Linked DNA regions of Oryctolagus cuniculus: region 1 is linked to region 2. Evidence: chromatin contacts called from public Micro-C data. All regions are on one chromosome and are shown on one strand. The core of a region is the stretch at or near the end of the contact, and the rest is flanking DNA. Distances in the headings are between cores, read along the strand shown.

The links. Hi-C and Micro-C count contacts between places; a contact is called where the count stands out from the background.
Region 1: a contact with region 2 is called in a Micro-C map of ear pinna, with 3 times the contacts expected there. The contact joins the enhancer-like site here to the promoter of AP1S1 in region 2. A contact is called at or near these places in 2 of 6 Hi-C or Micro-C datasets (ear pinna and an unstated tissue).

What each region holds. Positions count from the first base shown.
Region 1 is chr19:43,445,072-43,448,443 of mOryCun1.1, reverse strand. No RefSeq gene overlaps it. Among named protein-coding and RNA genes, the nearest start is that of IFT22, 9.7 kb to the left of the region's middle. Within about 2 kb of position 1,458, at least 7 of the 8 cell types and tissues checked have an H3K27ac peak or open chromatin away from gene starts, as enhancers often do. A contact at or near this core is called in ear pinna, where this site is marked.
Region 2 is chr19:43,214,478-43,217,566 of mOryCun1.1, reverse strand. It overlaps AP1S1 (adaptor related protein complex 1 subunit sigma 1), which reads right to left and starts at 1,750. Exons shown (of 5, transcript XM_002722817.5): 1 at 1,623-1,750; 2 at 1-26. The coding sequence starts at 1,625. LOC103345696 (a long non-coding RNA gene) reads left to right here and starts at 1,798. Exons shown (of 3, transcript XR_011384564.1): 1 at 1,798-1,987.

The sequences.
Region 1 (3,372 bases), core at 209-2,708, 230 kb before region 2:
GCAGGCTGTGGCCAGGGTGAGGGCCGGAGCCCACACCTCTGCCCTTGCGCCATCAGCAGAGGACTCCACCGTGGGCCACGGCTGAGCGGCCACCCTCTGATGCCAAAGCCATGGCCACGATGGCCACGGCGCCGATGGCAGGGCACAGGAAGGCCATCTGCACCCCGGTGGAGGCAGAGGCTCCCGGGAGAGGGTCTGCAGGTTTGCTGCTGATAGAACCGGCGTCGTGTTTCGTGGAGCCCAGCAAATGACTGAATTCTGAGGCTCTTAGGCACCGTAAGGAACGGAGCGCGGATCCTGCCTGCTGCCTGCCCCGCCTCACCGCTGAGAATCGCACGGGTTTCTCCGCCCCAGCCGATGCTTAAAGAACCACACTCCTTCCCCAGGCACAAAACACGGGCTTCCGCGTCTCAAACGCCGTCACCAAGGACGTTAAAGAAACGCGCAGGGCAGAAACCCTGCTTTTGCAGACAGAAGGACGGCATGGTTTCACCGTGGCTTCCTCAGCCGGACCAGGCTCCACCGTTCTCCCACGAGCGACAGTCTCGGCGGAGTCCTGGGACACGTTCTGAACATGCACACAGCCACGCGTGACTTCGCCCCTGATTCTAAAAGGTCCCGGGGAGCTCTCGCGAGAGGCCGCCTTAGCCCTCTCTGAGCTGTCCTGTAGACACACAGAACCCGGTTTCTGACCCAGAAACCATCGCGGGCCCTCGTGGGGCTGCAGCTACCGCGGGACTCCGACTGCTTGGAATGCATTGCCCTTTTTAGGGGGCGGGGGTGGGGGTGTAACTGGTAGGAAGCAGTGAGTTGAGCTTGGCATAAAAAAAAGTGTGGGGCCAGCGCTGTGGCCAGCATCCCATATGGGCGCCGGTTCAAGTCCCGGCCGCTCCACTTCTGATCCAGCTCTCTGCTGTGGCCTGGGAAAGCAGTAGAAGATGGCCCAAGTGCTTGGGCCCTGCACCCGCATGGGAGACCTGGAAGAAGCTCCTGGCTCCAGATCAGCCCAGCTCCGGTCATTATGGCCATTGGGGGAGTGAACAGGCGGATGGAAGACCTCTCACTCTCTCTGTAACTCTGCCTCTCAAATCAATAAATAAATCTTAAAAAATTGGTGTCAGCGGTCTTGACGGATGAGGAATGAATGAGGAACGACCTGTGCACGATCAGCGGGTGATGGAGATGGCAGGTGAGGCCACACGCACACCTCAGCCCGGGGTGGGGCGACCCAGACCCGGGCCCACCAGCCGCTGATCAGCACCGGACACCGGACACCCGCAAGGCAGAGCGAGCGCCGCTCCCCGGGAAGCCGGCGCGCCGGGTACCGCTCCGCCGTCGCCAACGGCACCAGGGGAGTCACAGTACCAGGGACAGGGGGCAAAATGTGCGCGCGAGTGGACGCGAAGGCTGCGTCCTCGGCGTGCCTGGTCAGCGCCGCAGGTGACTACATTTCCCAGAATGCTCCGAGCGCCGCCGCGGGCGCTTCCCAGAGGGCCATGCGATGCCCGCTCTACCCGGGGAGGTCGTGGGATACGAGAGAGGTAAGCAGAAGGGGGCGTACTCCTTCAAGGCGGCCCTCCGGCCCGAGTGCCCGTTCCTCCAGTCTCTGGCTCGCTTCTCCGGCGTCCACTCTGCCGTTCGCGGGCTTCGTGGGCCCAAATGGCCTAGCACCGGTCTCCATGGCAACAGCACTCGTGGGCGGGCGCCTCCGGAAGTGACGTGTGTCCGGAGCATTGTGGGAAGGGCAGTCGGGGCTCGCGGCCTGTCCAAGCGCTTGTCCTTCTCGCGCCCCCAAACCAAGATCCGAGTAGCGGGGGTAGTGGGGCGCCTAGGCAGCCGTGCATGTGGGGGCGGCCACGTGGAGGCCCAGGCCTCGGAGAGCCCGGCTCGTCCCCGCCGCCGAGGCCTCTGGGAGTTGTAGTTTGGGCGGGAACCGGGCCCAAGCTCCGAGGCCCGAGCCACGGCCGTTAGCGTCCATCCTCGGTCACGACGGGCAGAAGCCGCCACTACGGCGGCCGCCGGGGCAGGGCGGGGTGTGGGCGTCGGTCCTCCTTCGCGCCCGCCGGGACTGGGCCTGTCCGCCTGGGCTCGCCGGGATCCTGGGGACGGGGCTGGTACCGACCAGAGGGTCCGCGGAGCGGGTGGGCGCGGGGCCCTGCGTGCGGCCCTGGTCTCCTTCGTGTCCAGCGCCCGGCGCCGGGCCTTTGCCGGCCGTCCTTTCGTCCCAGTTAGGAAATCGCGGGTGTAGTCGAGAGGAGAGTGGGTCTATAGGAGGCGAGGCCGCGGCACACAGCGCACAGCGGTGCACCTGCCGCAGTCGGGGGCGGGGGAGCCGCTGGAGAACGTTCCAGTCGTGACCGACAGTCCGGGAATCGTGTCTCCGCGGTCCCCTGCGGCGGAGGCCGGGCCCCCAGAACCGCGGGTGCGTCCCACCCGCAGCGCGATGTTCCATAAGTTACAGCAGCTGGGCGGCGCTTGGGGGGCCAGTCAGGCGCTGGGTTAGATGGCTCTGCCCGGCTCAGGCTGAAATGCGTGTGTCCAACTTAACCCCCGCGGTGAGTCAGGGGGCACCTGGAATTCTGCAGTTTTGCTCTATAAAGATAAAGAGGAGCGGGCATTTGGCCCGGTGGTTGAGATGCTGGCTGGGTATCAGCGCCTGGGTGCGCCTCCCGGCTTTGGTTTCTACTCCTGCTTCCTGCAAACACACATCCCGGGAGGCCCTGGCCCCTGCCGCCCACGTGGAGGACCATGGAAGATCGATCTCCCTCCCCCGTCTCCCAAATAAGTAAATATCTAAAAGAACTCATAAAAAAGAACCTTAGAGTCACACGCGGCAGGAGGAAGCCAGCGACTGGCTGCAGAAGGCCCCGGGGTAGGGGAGGGGGAGGGGAAAGGCAGCACGTGACACTCAAGGCGTGGAGGTCCCGCCCCCACGAGGGAAGCCCTGGTAGAGCTGCAGGCTCTCGGCTGTGGCCTGGCCCAGCGCTGGCCGTCGTGGGCATCTGAGGAGTGAACCAGTGGATGGAGACCCATCTCTGGGTGTGTGCGTGTGTCTCGCTAACTCTGTGTCTCTCTACCTTCCAAATAAATGTTTAAAACATATATGTGCGTTTCGGGAATCTTATGAAAAAGTCCAGAGCTCATGGGGGGGGGGGGTCTCCGGGACCAGGCCCTGCCGTGGCAGGAGCGAGCCCCCCCCGCCAGGGGCCTCTCCAGCAGCGCAGGGGCCGCGTCCTCACACACGTGGACGGGATGGAGGAGGGCCATCAGCTGGAATCACCCACGCAGCAGAAGCTGGCGGTCAGCTCGCACTGCTCCTGCGAGGTTGCTGTGTGCCAGCAAGGAGCCCACGTGGGACCGCCCCGCCCCGGG
Region 2 (3,089 bases), core at 501-3,000:
CGGCTGAACAGCAGCATGAACCGCATCTGGGGGTGGGGAGGGAGAAGCGGAGCCGACCGTCAGGGAGCCCTGCCCTTTTTCTACTCAGCCCCTTGCTGTCGACTGGGGTGCTCCCATCAGCAGACGGCCTGTGTCTGTCGCTCGGGTCAAATCCCGGCTCTACCGGTCGGGCATGGCCTTGGCAAATTACTTTCTGCCGCCAGGTCTCAGTTTCCCTAACTGTAAGGACATCCTTACGGAGTTGTTAGGAGGGATCAAAGGAGCTGATGACGGTGGTTGGCACAAGGCAGGCGCTGTAGCACATTACGTATTCGCACTGTTATTCCCCGGCCTCCTCTTCCTAACCCTGTTACCCAGAGTGAAATGCACACTACAGTGACTAGGGCAGCACACAGCTGACAGCACAGGGATACCCTCTTCCACACTGCCCTGGGCAGAAGCTGGGTGTTTTGTGCCTCCAGAGGCTACCTCAATCTTCCATCCTTTGCCTACTGATGTCCCAAGCTTGCCCTGCCCCCCAGGGCCAGCCCCGTGCCCAGCGCAGTACCCCCAACAGCCCACCTGATGTTGGCACGCTCAGCCAACTCTCTGCAGCCATCCAGCATTCCTGCTATGCTCCTCTTAACTTTTCTTTCCTTTCCCAGTGGGTGCTTCTGACAGCCCACGCCTCCCCAGACACCCGGAGCCCATTCCAGTTAGGAGCTGCACACCCAGGGTGGCTCCCCTAGGAAACGTGTGTGGACCCAGAGAAAGCTGGGTAGTGAGAAGTGCATCCCCAGCTGCCCAGCTGGGAGTCCAGAGCCACATCCTGGAGTCTTCCCATGGACGCTACCAGAGCTGGAACCCCTGGGTGTGTGCAGTAGTAGTAGCTTAAGGGGCAAGAATCAGGGTTCGAGAGAACTGGATTATTTGGGGGGAGGGGGAGCAGGGACAGGGGATCCGTGTGGGGCTAAGATAAGCAGGTGGCGGCGAAGGAGCAGGAAGACGGAAGGCCTGGGTGCCGGAAAGAGAGTGGGACGGGGGCGGGCTGGACAGCGAGGAGCACCAGATCTGGGGAGCCCAGAACCCGGGTCCCCGGGAGCAAAACCTGGAGCCCACTCCACCTCCCCACCTCGGCCCGGCCTCCCCGCAAGCATGGCCAAGAACCGGGGCAGGACGGGCACTCCCGGACCCGGAAACTACTCCCTCGCACACCGCGCGCGCCCCGCGGCCCCCGCGCAGGTGCGGGCCGCCCCGGAGTAAGGGTCTCGGTGACCCCGCTCCCTCCCTCGCGGACACGGCCGCCCGCGCCCCTCTCTCCCTCGCCCGGCTTCCCTGCGGCCGAGGTCGGGACCCCTTGCCCGGAGACCCGAGAGCGCCTCCCGGCTCCCGACCGTCCCGCCGCCCTCTAGTCAGCCTCCTCCCGTCCCACACAGGCGCCCCCTCCCCGCGTCGCTCCCTCCCGAGTGCCATTTCCAGCTCTGGCTTCCGAGGCCGGCTCGCCCACTCGCCCAGCTAAGGGAGGCCCTCTGAGGACCAGAGGGAAGAAAAAGCGGCTCACTCCGAGGGCGGCCCCCGAGGACCCCCGCAGGTGCAGCCCACGCTCCTCGGCTCCCCCTCCCCTCGCTCTTCGCACAGCCTACCATCCTGCAGCCTCCGGCTCGGCGCGTCCCTCTTCGGCCACCGTAGGCGCCAGCTCCACTCCCTTTCTTATCCTCTCGCCTTCTTCCCTCCCTCTCGGCTGAAGCCCCGCCCCGTCCCGCCCAGGCCCGGAGTGCCACCGCGCGGCGCTCTGCGCATGCGCCGGCGCCGGGGGCCGCGCGGGCGGGGCTGGAGGCGGAGAAGCGGAAGCCATGGCAACCAGGTCCTCGACTTCGGCTTCGAGTAGCTCGGTCGTCATGGAAACAAGCTGCCCCCGTGGGTTGGCTCGGAGGATGGGGGAGGAGGCCGGCGTGGTCCTCGCGCTTCGGGGCCTTGTGGGGGCAAAAGGCGGGAAAAGGGGTGCGAGGTGGGTGGGGTGGTCCTGGGAGTTGGTGAGGAGGCCCAGGGTGGGCGTTAGGTGTGGGAAGGGGCAAAAGGCTGTGGCTAACTGGGCGGCGGGGTGGCGAGACGGACGGGGCGCGCGCCGTCTGTGGAGAAGCTTCGAGACGCTGGCCTCTCTTGAAGCGAGAGGAATGCAACACAGGAAGGGGCGCCCCCAGGGAATGTAAAAGAGAAATAGAGGCTCGGAGGGTCAGTGGGGCCAGAATCCCAAGGCTCCGATACCTTAGACCCAGTTGCATCACGCGTGTGTGTGTGTGTGTGTGTGTGTGTGTCCGAGGGCCGAGAGAGGCCGTGACGTGGTGTCCCGATGGGCAACGTGGCCGGGACCCCTCCTCCTCTCCTAGGCTGTGCTCCGAGACCCCTGCAGATAGACCTGAAGCCGTGTGCATAGATAGACCGTGTCTCCCCCCACCCCATAACCCAAGGCTCTGATAGAGTTTAATCTATAAATAAGGCACCGTAAGAGGTTGAAATGGAAAAATTATAACAATATGCTGGGAGAAAATTGCCCTTATCACTACTCTTGCCTTTTGGGGCCATTATTAAGAGTTACTTGAACGCACGCACCGTGATGCGGCACCCGTCAAGTTGATAACCGAGACAGCTATTAAGTGACTAACGAGGGAGTGCGTAGTGTCATTTGCAATCATCTCTATTTTTTTTTAAACTCCTTTTATTTCTTCCCGAGCAATCCGTGTGCTGTTCTAACAGCCCTGAACAATTGGATGCTTTCGGTGGTGGGTGTTTGTCATTCTGTGTCACCTCTCAGGCTCTCAACCCCCGCCTTGGAGTTTGGGAGTCCCCCCGCTTTGTGAGTCTAGGGGGAGATGGGCCAACCACTGCCCCCGCAAGGGAGCCTTTGAAATGTCCAGCTCCACCCCCCGCCCCCGCCACCGCAGAGCCCTGCCCGTCTTTGAGGGGCACCTTTCTAGATTTTGGGCCAGGAGGGGAAGGAGGTGGGTGTGACGTGATGGGGGGTAGGTACGGCTCCCGCAGAGGGTCAGTGGGTCCAGGGCGGCAGGGATGGTGTCCAGTGAAGGGGTGGGTGGGGGCACGGGCACAAGGCG